2 separate regions of the Gossypium hirsutum genome follow, and region 1 is linked to region 2. A link is a contact called in public Hi-C data. All regions are on one chromosome and are shown on one strand. The core of a region is the stretch at or near the end of the contact, and the rest is flanking DNA. Distances in the headings are between cores, read along the strand shown.

Region 1 (2,700 bases), core at 126-2,625, 220 kb before region 2:
AATATTATGAAGCAGTTTGGGAAAAGTTTATTGACGTTCCTGTGCATTTTATTCAGCCCCATAATTAGATTGCACACGTGATTTTTTCAGATGATACCGACAACCTGAAAGCTACGAATAGCATATTCACTGTGAACACTATTAGTAAATGACTGGAGCAATAAAAATAGTATAAATGCCGTATGAACATGCTGCAGTGTTGAAGCAAATATTCAACACTCGCGTTCTAGGAATTGCAAAATTCTAATTTTCTACCGTAGAAGTTCCAAATTACTGACTGGAATCCGCCAACTGATCTTCGGATTCGCAATAAACTAGCTTTGCTTTCTCCATTTTTCTATGCTTCTCTTGGATGAAAGCTTAATGCTAAAATGTTTATATGAAACTTCTTAAAAATAGTTACACACGTAAGATGTAACTCGAGTTAACTTAGCTCACATCTAATAGGTCAATGTAATGATTTGGTATCTTTTGACCAAATTTGATTTAAAGAGATTTGATTTACAAAAAATATTATATTAATAAGACCTCTGCTGATTCATTCCATATTGAAGATTTTGTTGAGTTAAATTTAAAGAATTAAATATTCATACTGCTTGTACTTTTCCAAGCCATTACATGATAATTTAATAGATGGCTTGTTATAGTTTTATGTATGAGATTATAAGAGAGCTTATCTTGTTCATGTAAGGAACTTATTTTAGTGCAAAATTGTTGTAAGTAATATCTTGTTGTTGTTTAGTTTGCAATTAAGCTTGCAACTTGGTGAGTTATTTGAACTTAAATAATGTCTTGTACTAGGAGATTTATTGTGAATTACTCTTTAAACAAGACTTGCAAACATAGGACATTTCCAAATTGCGTAACAAATTTTTTGTATCCATCTCTTATTTTTATACTGTTAGTTAGTAAGTCCAATTGCAAATTGAACATGAATCTGGAAGGCAAAATTAACAAATTCTCAATTGGTACTAGAGTTAGACACTTCACGCATTAAGTGAACATTCTATTGTTGATTTACTATAAAGATGGAAGGTAAATTAATCTCAAAACCCTCGATGTTGGATGATATGAATTATGCCTACTAGAAGGTAAAGATGAAGATATCTATCAAGTCAATGGATGAGAAAGTTCAACATTTAATTCTGATTGGTTGACAACCTGGAACAATATATGTTGGTGGTGTGTAGACATCAAAACCAAAAGTTATATGGACAGACTGGTAAGTGCGAATTCCAAAACTTGAATGTAATTTTCAAAAGAGTTAATTCTCAAGAGTTTAGGCGTATTTCAAAGTGCATTACTTCTAAAATAGTTTGTTCTATTCTTGATACTTCATATGTCTAGTCATGGGTACGGGTGAACTCCCGTTGGACCAATGGGCCTACTTCTAGAATTAAAAACATAACATTTTAAAAGCTAGATAAATTGCGTAATTAATATGATTCTCCTGTTCACTTCCCGTCTCCATCCATGCTTGATGGCTGGGAATGCCATTGAAGTTAGTAGTGAAATTTTGTTATCTGCCCTCAGCTCCACTTGACGGTGAACCCCAACGTGGCATAGAGGTGCGATGCTAAGCACAAATTTCGATTCCAATGTGGACCCAGTTTTCAAGCTTGTATTGCCATTTGACACACAACTGTTGCACCAAAGATAAAATACCAGGAACAGCAAAGTTTGCCAATAGGAGTGAGGCAATCTCAACCTTATCCACATTCCAACCACAAGCTTTTATCCAATTCATCATCTCCTCTTGCCACATGAGCACTCCTTATCAGATCTCCTCCATCACAAACAAATCTATTATACTACAAGACTACTTTGAGAAAGCTAATTGAGCTCCATTTCCCTAGTAAACAAGAGTTCTTTTTTTCACAGCAATGGCAGCCATGAACTCCAGTGTTTTGGCATGCAACTATGCTATCTCAGGCACTGGATCATCTGAGCTTAATGCCAAACTTGCTTCAGCGCCATCAGTTGCTTCCCCAGTTATGTGCGGTGGTCGCAAGTTGCCTGTGATCAGAGCCCAGCAGGCTAAATTTTCTGATTCCAAAGGATCAGGTGCCAGTGAAGGAAGAAGAGCTGCTGTGCTCTACTTGGCAGCTGGCCTTTTCACCACAGCTGTTGCTTCTTCTGCAAATGCTGGGGTCATTGACGAGTACCTTGAAAAGAGCAAAGCTAACAAGGTGTGTTTCGCTATGAAATCTGAAAAAATATCAACCATCATGCTGCAGAGAAATTTTTGTATTTGCAGAACAACGTAATAGATTAACCTGCTTTTGCTGCAGGAATTGAATGACAAGAAGAGGTTGGCAACAAGTGGAGCAAACTTTTCCAGAGCATACACTGTTCAATTTGGCACTTGCAAGTTCCCTGAGAACTTCACTGGCTGCCAGGATCTTGCAAAGCAAAAGGTTCAAAACCTAACATCTGCCTTTTCTTGTCTTAGTGTCAAAGGTTCTGTGGACGATTTCATAATGATATTCTTTTTCGGTTTGTTGAATGCAGAAAGTACCATTCATCTCTGATGATTTGGCCTTGGAATGTGAAGGGAAGGACAAATACAAGTGTGGTTCCAACGTTTTCTGGAAATGGTGATGCGATCCAAATGTATTTTTTCACTTAAACTATCCACTCTACCTCAACATGTATCTAATTTTTCCATTTTAGGAGACTTCCCTATCCATTTGTTTTGTT
Region 2 (2,700 bases), core at 141-2,640:
GTCAACCATTCAGAACATAGGCAAGATCCAATAAACCTCCTGTTTGGTAAAAGAAAAACACTTAACATAGTAATCAATACCTGTCTGGCAACAAATTCTGGATAGTTGTCCTGGAGCAAATGAAGAGCCTGTTTGGTAGCTTGTCTAAGCTCCCACCTGGCTGGTCCTGGGGAATTCTTTAAGTCATTGACTTGAACAATAGTACAAATTCCACCGGGCCTAAAATCTAGTTTCCGAATACTCTTTTCCAGGAATTGGATTCTCCATCTGAGGAAATTTTGCCACTTCTCTTCATCCGAAAATGTTTTCTGGTAAAGCTCCTTGTTTCGGAACTCCCCGAACACATTATAGCACACCGGATGTCCTTCCTTGTCAAAACCATGCATAAATACCACCTTATTCAAATTATCACCAAGATCTTGTTCAACCAGTTCATCAATCCCGAACTCTTTTCTCCAAAGAATAGTGCTTTTCAGCATCACAAACGCCTCTTTCACCTTGAAATCTCTGGCTCTTAGAAATTTGAGGAGAATGACATCGCTCCTTTCATCTGCAAGAAGCGGTACGCCCCATATGGATATCTCCTCGGGTGGCACCACCTTGTCCTCTGCTTTACCACCTTTTCGTTCGTCTTCCGATACCACATAAGCCTCTGTCTCTGCTGCAGGTTGAGCTGAAGAAGAGACTGAGACAATGCTCTCTTCAATGGCTTCTACAGTCTTGGCACCATCGTCTTCCACGGTGTTAGAGCCAGCAGCTGCAGTAGCAACCTTGTCTTCAATAACCTCCGTTTCAACCAGATTGATACTATCTTCCTTTGCGGGTGCATCATTAGTTTCGGCGACTGTTTCTGGTTTTGGTGGTTCGTCATCAATAACCGCTTCGTCCTTTGCCTCCTCTTTGGCTGATTTTTTCTCGTCATCCTCTTTAGGCGCTTCTGGTTGTTGCCCACCAAACTCATGCTTGTTAAGCGCTTCTTGAACAAGTTGCTTAAGTTGTTGTAACGCTTTCTTTTCATTATCAAGAAGATCAACCACCCTCGTGCTCTCTTCCTTGAAAGAACCCGACTGAAGAACATTTCCCTGATTATCACACTTGGGTTTTGACAAATACTCTTCCACTAAAGCCTTCTCGACCGGCTTCTGATTTACGGATTCTTCATCAGTTTCAGCTTGAGGTGGTTCTTTCACAACTGCTGCAGCAGGTGGTTGTTGTGGGACGTCATGGGCAAGTACCACCTGGTCAACATAGGCAGGGTTCCGAGTTTGGTCAGCCATAGCTAACAATGATACCAATAGGAATACAAATGGGGAAAGTGGGTTTATTGGAGAGTTCAAAGGGGGGCGGGGGGAGACAGTTTTTAAAGAGAGGAGTGGGGTTGAAGTTAGGAGGAAAACAAGCTGTGACAATCATTCATATAAGGGAGCCAGTTGGGATTAAGTCTAAATTAGGGGACCCACCACGTCTGTCTATCACCTGTTTTACGACCCAACGGGCGTTAGCGTTACATTGATAGAAATGATGGATGGGCGCAGTTGAGGGTTTGGTTTGGGTGGGGTCTACCATTGGGCAGAAAATGAACCGTTGATGCGTTGGAAAATGGACACCTAGGACACTCTGCATCTTTGTGTCTGTCATATTCTTCTGCGTAGCCAATCCAATGTGGGAGGTAGGACCCACTAGTAAATCATTCACTTTTGTGATGGTATGAAATTGAAATATCTTGAAAATAGTATTTTCTTTACTAATTTAATGTTATTTTAATATTTTCATTTTAAATTTTAGTTTTTTTCTTAAAAAAATAAAATTCAGCATGATATTTTGATATTTATACCTCAAATTATTTAAAAAGATATAAATAACATGATATGTCAGCTCAAATCTATTCTTATCAATGTTGACATACAAAATTGAATTTCAATTGTAACGTTTACCTCGATAATTTTAATTTAATCATTATTTAAATAAATTTAATTTTTTTGTGAAAAAATATATTTGATTTGATACTCATTTACTTAAATAAATTCATGTATTAATTTTGACATCTCTATGTTAATGACAATACTTTATTATCAATCAACTACATGCTAATCTTAATATATTATTATTATTCAAGCCCATAATAATACTCTACTAAGGACCTTTTAAGAATAATCATATTATTCTCAGGACATTATTATAAAATAATTTATTTATATATTCAGAAAAGAAACTGAAATAATAATGATAATGCTTTATATTAACAAACGAGGTAATACTCGACTAAGGGCCTTTTAAGAATAATTATATTATTCTCAAGATATTATTATAAAATAGTTTATTTATGTACCCAAAAAAGAAACTGAAATATAATGATAATGTCTTATATTAACAAACGGGGCAAAACAAGTATGTTATAATCATCTAATGATTGGTCTTTGGTCATACTCTAACAGTATATGCCTTCTCTGTTAAGGACTTAGAAAATCCTCTTAAATTTAAATCGTCATCCAACCTAACAATGCCTAACGTCTCTGCAAATTTTATCAAATGCTCATGTGAATCACCAAACTTGCCATTGAATTGCTTCAAATTATCACTGGTATAGTCCTTGGGTTCTGGTTTGGTAGGTACCCTAGCAGGGTATGATAGTTTAAGATCAAATTCTGAGAAACTAAGGACAGTTTGAGATCAAATTTGGAGAAACTAAGGCTTTTGCTT

What was found. Hi-C and Micro-C count contacts between places; a contact is called where the count stands out from the background.
Region 1: a contact with region 2 is called in a Hi-C map of leaf, with 2.8 times the contacts expected there. The contact joins the promoter of LOC107890700 here to the promoter of LOC107890710 in region 2. A contact is called at or near these places in 16 of 34 Hi-C or Micro-C datasets (anther, callus, fibers and 4 more).

What each region holds. Positions count from the first base shown.
Region 1 is chrA11:79,181,209-79,183,908 of Gossypium_hirsutum_v2.1, reverse strand. LOC107890700 (photosystem I reaction center subunit N, chloroplastic) reads left to right here and starts at 1,375. Exons shown (of 3, transcript XM_016815228.2): 1 at 1,375-2,189; 2 at 2,292-2,417; 3 at 2,512-2,700. The coding sequence starts at 1,884. The coding sequence ends at 2,601. It also overlaps the pseudogene LOC107890681.
Region 2 is chrA11:78,956,498-78,959,197 of Gossypium_hirsutum_v2.1, reverse strand. It overlaps LOC107890710 (patellin-3), which reads right to left and starts at 1,390. Exons shown (of 4, transcript XM_016815239.2): 1 at 81-1,390. The coding sequence starts at 1,277.